Linked DNA regions of Hordeum vulgare: region 1 is linked to region 2. The links are chromatin contacts, called in public Hi-C maps. All regions are on one chromosome and are shown on one strand. Each heading gives the region's core, a stretch centred on a gene start, on an enhancer-like site or on the middle of the called end of the contact. The rest is flanking DNA. Distances are from core to core; before and after follow the strand shown. Region 1 holds the start of LOC123402385 (GDSL esterase/lipase At5g55050-like). Region 2 holds the start of LOC123401409 (cation/H(+) antiporter 15-like).

Region 1 (3,594 bases), core at 782-3,281, 210 kb after region 2:
AGAAAATCCGGCGCTGTCAGTATGACCGGTCACGTCGAAAGATTCCGCGGAAAGCAATCGGTCCCTCACGGTTCGTTTCGCTTGCATATTCACTCAGATCACTAGCCGCAAAGATAAAATGGATCGAGGCAGGCAACGCTAAGATCACCTCAATACCAGTCGGCTCCAAACTCCGGACATCACTTCATCGTTCCAACCCCGATCCATTCGGGGACTAATGATGGGGTTATAGTCCCAGGGTAGGGTCATAGGTCTGCCCTATAGGTCCTACCCAAGGACTACCCTTCATAGAGGACAAGGCCCTTAGACAGTTCCGACTGAACTAAGGACGCCCTCATCATCCAGTCGGCGACGATCCACTCGGAGCATATCTAACGTACCGGCTGGAATCCACTCTCTACGTCGTAACCTCCCAGGAGGGTAACGGTCATACGTTTTCTTACACCATAACTAGCATTTAAGGCTTACGTTACCAGTAACGCCAGCCTTTACTCGCCACTACTCCACCCCTGTCCACCGGGCCATTATGAAGGGCAGCGCACTCTATATAAGCCGTCCTTCACCACTGGTACAGGGGTTGGCACTTGCAGTAATCCCTTGATACACTCGACACAAAGCTCCCAAGAGCACTGAGACGTAGGGCTTTTACCTCCACCGTAGAGGGGCCTGAACTCATACATCCTCGCCATAGCTAAGGCTCTGTCCATATACTTTCGTACCCCGTACTTCTACTGTCAGACTTATACCCACGACATAGCCCCTCCCCGAGAGATCATTCCCCGGGGCATTGCCTTTCAAAATCGTGATGGTGGACCTTTTTTGACTCTACCTATAGCTATAAAAATTCGCCAAATATTATAGATCATTGTTCCGGTGTTACCTAGGCATCTATATGTATATAATGAACCTATAGTTCTTCGGATCTACTCCCTTCGTTCCTATATAAGTCTTTTTAAAGATTTCATTAGTGGACTACATACCGATGTATATGGACATTATTTTAGTGTAGATTCATTCATTTTGTTGTGTATGTAGTATTTTGTGCAATCTCTAAAAAAAATTATACTACTCGTTTGGCTGCACCTACGTAGTACTCCATTGAGTCTTTCGTTGTACGCATATATGGTGCACTGCAATACTATAAGGCCATGATTGAGTTGACACTGAATAATTAAAGGCTAGTAGTATAAGAGTTGAGACTTGAGACTAATCGTCTTAAGTACGGTTGAATTTGTACACCAAGCGTACTAAGACTATATTAGATTAGAGTGAAATAGTCAATGGTATGGTTAGGTATAGCGCATGCGTGGAGCCCTGGACCAAGGACCAATTCATGTTCGCGCTATACGGGAGTAGAACGGGCGATGCATCTAACCTTTTCCAAGAAAAGAAAGGCCACTTGATTGGAGCTATTACACACACGTTTACGCGAATGGGAAAAGGAGTGAAGTAAAAAAACAGAGAAATGGTCCAGCGGTGCTTTTGGGTCTCCCTTTGAAGCACATACGTTCAGGAGCAGAATCCTGTGAAATTTGCACTTATATTATCTAGTATAAAATTCCTGCAAGATTACTGTGGAATGTGCTCAGCCATGACATTGTTATGAAGGAACAACGCTGTTTTTTTTTAATGCAGACCAAAGAGTTGACCACAGTGGTAACAGCCTTATTTTTTTAAGAACTGCAAGCAGGCGTTGGGTTGTTTGATAAACGAGTCATAGCCATGGCCTTGCATATGCACCATGCAACGCGTTGCGCCACGCCACCCAGGAACCAAGTGGTATTGGTCACTCACAGGACGCCACGAAATTGCAAGTGATCAACCAGTACATCCATCCACTCAACGGTTGGAAAAACAGAGAGCTCCGTGAGATCTTCTCGCTGTCATCTATACTCGTTCAACGGACCGATCGCTTCACGGTCAAGACACACCGAGGCCGGCCGGCCCCTAACCGTTTGACATCACCTGCGTGCGTGCGTGCGTGCTGCTGCAATGGTGCATCTTCATCGAGTATAAATATGCAGGAGGGCCGGGGGTTTGCTTGGACTCACAGGTAGATTGATTGCCCCCGCTACCATTCCAAGCACATATTCCCGCGGGCATCCTGCCACCTACCTGCCTACCTTGCACCGCAGTTCTTCTCCCATCAGCAAACCCAAAACAGTGGACCAGCTAGCTGCCGGCGCCATGATGGGGGCGAGGGCGGCGCTGGTTGCTGCGATCGTCATCTGCGCCGTCGGCGGCCTGGTGGTCTCGCCGGCGGCGGCGAGCGGGCGCGCGGCCGGGGAGGTCCACCTGGTGCCGGCGGTGTACGTGTTCGGCGACTCCACGGTGGACGTGGGCAACAACCAGTACCTCCCCGGGAAAAGCGCGCTGCAGCTCCCCTACGGCATCGACTTCCCGCAGTCCAGGCCCACCGGGAGGTTCAGCAACGGGTTCAACGTCGCCGACTCCATCTGTACGTATCCCGTCCGGCCGCATGCACTTGATTTCCGTCTTGTTTGTCAGATGGCGTGAAGCTCATGCAAGCATGCGAATGGTGGAAACTGTACTGTGTAATGCAGCGAGGCTGCTGGGCTTCAAGCGGAGCCCGCCGGCGTACCTGTCGCTGACGCCGGAGACGAGCCGTCAGATCGTCAGAGGCTACCGTGGAGTCAACTACGCCTCCGGCGGATCCGGCATCCTAGACACCACCGTGAGTGCCACTGCCTCGGGTTATGCGCCTCTTTTTTGTTCCAAAGAAGTTTTAAATTCCTAATAATCAGTTGGAGTTACTTTCGTACTATGAGTTTTAAATTCACATCCATCTGTCTTTTGCCCGGCAAAAAACAACGTATTCATCTGTCCTTTTCTGAAAACAACATATTCGCATTTGTTCATCTTTTCTGTGTTATTTCTTTACTAATTTTGATTCACGTCGGCATCGAACGATCGATCAATCAGGGGAACGCCCTCACGTTGACGAAGCAGGTGGAGTACTTCGCGGCCACCAAGTCAAAGATGACGTCGACGGAGAAGAGCGGCGGCATCGACGCGCTGCTGTCCAAGTCCCTCTTCCTCATCAGCGACGGCGGCAACGACATGTTCGCCTTCCTCCGGGACAACCTCACGGCCAGCCACGCGCCGTCCTTGTACGCGGACATGCTCACCAACTACACCAAGCACGTCCAGACGCTCTACCAGCTGGGAGCGCGGAGGTTCGGGATCGTCGACGTGCCGCCCATCGGCTGCGTGCCGGCGGTGCGGGTCACCTCCCCAACCGGCGAGACAGCGTGCGTCGAGGCCGCCAACGCCCTCGCCAGGGGGTTCAACGACGCGCTGGCCAAGGCGATGGCCAAGCTCGCCGCCGCGCTGCCCGGGATGAGATACTCCGTCGGGAGCTCCTACAACCTCATAACCTTCATCACCGAGCACCCGGAGGCCGCCGGGTTCAAGGACGTGGCCAGCGCGTGCTGCGGCGGAGGGAGGCTCCGGGCGCAGACCTGGTGCTCGCCCAACGCCACCTACTGCGCCAATCGCAACGACCATGTGTACTGGGACGAGGTGCATGGCACCCAGGCCACCTCCAACAAGGGCGCCAAGGCCATCTTCGCC
Region 2 (3,522 bases), core at 488-2,987:
TGTTGACATTGGCAGTCTTAGAAAAAGGAAAAGATAACGTCCCCAAGTGTGGCACGAAAAAACATGGCCCAAACGTCTTCATTATCATCCATTTTACCACGTCAAAACAGATGACATCAGTAGAAATCTTTTTAGTTTTGGCTTAAAAATGTTTTATCTTTTAATTAAAAAATCTAATCAAAAATCCGTTTTCATCATTAGATCCGTCTCAACGAGATCTTCAAAACTAGATCCCATGTCGATACGTTTTGATGGAATTTTTTGACCAAAAGTTGGCATGAGGTTTACACAGTAGTTGCCATAGTGTTTACACAGTAGTTGTTATAGTGTTTACACTAAAGTTGTCATGACATGTTCTATCTATTTTTTCTTCTAGATTTAAAGCTACCGTTATATTTTCAACTACCTTTTACGATAATTTTTATTAATTGACCATGGCATTTTTTAGTAATTTACCACGGCAAATTTAATGTATGGATCATGACAATTTTTAATAATTCATCATTACTATGTTAAAATTTAATTTTAAAGGTAGAAGAAAAAAATATCTGCGCAACTTCAGTGTAAACACCATGGTAATTCATGTGCAATAAGCATGGCAACTTTTATCCCTAAAATAATCATCAAAACATATTGATATGATACTCCCTCCGTACCTAAATATAAGTCTTTTAAGATATTTCAATAGGTGTCTATATGCGGAGCAAAATGAGTGAATCTATACTCTAAAATATGTCTATATACATCCGTATGTAGTTCATTAGTGAAACCTCTAAAAAGATTTATATTTAGGAACGGAGGAAGTATCTAGTTTCGAAGATCTCGTCGCGGTGGATTTAATGATGAAAACGGATCTTCAATTGAAATTTTCATTTAAAAGATAAAACATTTTAATAACTGAAAATCCAAAAAGATTCACATATGCATGCATGTGGTGACGTGACTGTAATAAAAAAGATTCACATATGCATGTATGTGGTGACGTGACTGTAATCTGTGTGTTATAGACATGTGCGCGCAGATACTAGGGCCCTGTTTGTTTCATAAGTCCTAGGACTTTTTTAAGTCCCAACTTATAAGTCATAAGTCCATACCTGTTTGTTTACAGGGACTTATAAGTCCCGAGTCCCTACCTGTTTGTTTACAGGGACTTATAAGTCCATGTTGCAGAAAACGGGACGACGGGGGGACGAACCGGGCGGCGACGGGGCGGCGGCCGGGTGGCGACGGGGCGGGGCGGCGACGGGGCGGGCGGCCGGCGGCGATTGGGGCGGTGCGAGCGACGAGGGGCAGGGCGGCGGCCACTGGATCGACTTCCGCGGGCCTAACCAACAATAAGTCCCAATAAGCTCCTACTAGAGAGTCTTATTTGATAAGTCCCAATAAGTCCCTTGTGTTTGGTTTAGGTGTGACTTATAGGGACTTTTTTAAGTCCCAAAACCAATAAGTCCCTGAAAACAAACACCCTCTAGATATTGCTTCCACCACACAGGGCATTATCAGGACCCTAGGAAAATTGGATCATCCGCCGGTGATTGTTCTGCAGGGTGAATCAAGTAGTTGGATCATCTATCACGGTTCAAAAGGAAAGAGAACGGTGGAGATTGATACGAAAAATTGATTCACACTGCAGCTGCATGTATGCATGTGGTGTGGGAAACCACTCACGGCCCGCTTCCGATGGCAACGGCATGTCGTTATGCACAACATGGCGATGCATGCATCCGGCTGAAACGACGAGCTCAATCAAAACTACGGCCCAACAATCACTCCACGCCGCAGCTTCTCCGTCCCCGGCATGCAGTGCATCGGACGGTCGCTACGTCACCGTCGATCGTGAAGCCGCCGCCACCGTCGGGCCGTCCGTCGCCGGGGTTGGAGCTGGTAGAACGGCCGAGGACGGGAACGATCGATGACGACGCAGCCGGCGGTGAGCGACCCTCTGGTGGACCTATGGGAGCACCTGGTGTCGCCCAACAGGACGCACCTCTCCTGCTTCTACCCGAGCAAGATCACCATGAGCGGCATCTGGACCGGCGACAACCCTCTCGACTTCTCCCTCCCGCTCATCCTCTTCCAGATGCTGCTCATCACCTTCACCACCCGCGCCGCCACCCTCCTCCTCTCCCCGCTCGGCCTCCCCCGCTACATCTCGGAGATACTCGTACGTACGTCTCCATGATCACCGCATGCATGCGTCTTCCATCATCATCCATGGCGGCAACGACGGCTGAACTGTTTTTCATGCGCCAATGCCTTGCCTGCAGGGCGGCTTCGTTCTCGGGCCCTCGGTGCTGGGCCGGCTCCCGCACTTCACCGACATCGTCTTCCCCGCGCGCAGCATCTTCATCCTCGACTCCATGGCCCTCCTCGGCCTCGTCTACTACACCTTCACCATCGGCGTCGAGATCGAGGTCCCCACCATCACCCGTGCCGGCTTCCGGAGCTTCTGGTTCGCCGGTGCGTCAGCACTCCTGCCTTTCCTCATCGGCGCCGCGACCGGCTACATCGCCCTCAGCACCGACGATGCCCGTCAGAATGCTGACTTCCTCAACAGACTCTCCTTTCCCATCTTCCTCGGGTCCACCTTCGCCTCCACCGCCTTCTCCGTGCTCGCCCGCAACATCGCCGAGCTCAAGCTCGCCGGCACCGACGTCGGCCAGATCACGCTCTCCACCGCCCTCATCAACGACACTCTCGCGTGGACCGGGCTCACCGTCGCCACGGCGCTCTTGTACGCGGAGGGCGGTGGGTTGCTCCCATCCGTGTGGACGCTCCTGTCGGGGCTTGTCATCTTCGGCGTGAGTGTCCTCCTGGTCCGGCCCGCGCTCTTGCGGCTGGCGCAACGCGCAACCACCGAGGGGGAGGTAGTCGGCGAGGATCGGGAGTGCGCCGTGCTTGTGGGCGTCATGGTGGCAGCTCTCGTGGCGGACGCCGGGGGCACACACGTCATCTTTGGGGCCTTCGTATTCGGGCTCGCCGTGCCCAACGGGCCCGTCGGTGTGGAGCTTGTGGAGAAGGTGGAGGACTACGTGGTGGGGACGCTACTCCCGCTCTTCTTCGCCATGTCCGGCCTCCGCACGGACACCTCCAAAGTTACTAGCATGGAGGCCGCTGTGCTGCTGATGAGCGCTGCCATGGGCGCGTCGGTGTTGAAGGTGGTCGCTTGCATCGGTGTGGCCGTGGGGTTCGGCATGCCACTGCACGACGGCACGTCCATTGGGCTCCTGCTCAACACCAAGGGGATCATCGAGCTCGTCATCCTCAACATTGCAAGAAACAAAAAGGTTTCAATTACCAAGTCGATTCTAGGATTGTAGTGTATAATTTTTGAACTAATTTTGTTGCTAAACTATGCGTGTCTTTCTCTGGTGGTTGCAGATCATGAGTGACCAATCGTTCACGGTGCTGGTGTTCATGTCGGCGCTGATCACGGCGCTGGTGAGCCCGTTGCTGACCATGGTTGTGAAGCCGGCACGCCGGCTTGTCTTCTACAAGCGGCGCACCGTGGCGTGGCCGCAG

The links. Hi-C and Micro-C count contacts between places; a contact is called where the count stands out from the background.
Region 1: a contact with region 2 is called in a Hi-C map of leaf, with 6 times the contacts expected there. The contact joins the promoter of LOC123402385 here to the promoter of LOC123401409 in region 2. A contact is called at or near these places in 2 of 6 Hi-C or Micro-C datasets (leaf and seedling).

Annotation. Positions count from the first base shown.
Region 1 is chr6H:510,237,250-510,240,843 of MorexV3_pseudomolecules_assembly, forward strand. LOC123402385 (GDSL esterase/lipase At5g55050-like) reads left to right here and starts at 2,032. Exons shown (of 3, transcript XM_045096299.1): 1 at 2,032-2,458; 2 at 2,565-2,695; 3 at 2,944-3,594. The coding sequence starts at 2,188.
Region 2 is chr6H:510,024,439-510,027,960 of MorexV3_pseudomolecules_assembly, forward strand. LOC123401409 (cation/H(+) antiporter 15-like) reads left to right here and starts at 1,738. Exons shown (of 3, transcript XM_045095195.1): 1 at 1,738-2,164; 2 at 2,268-3,287; 3 at 3,382-3,522. The coding sequence starts at 1,913.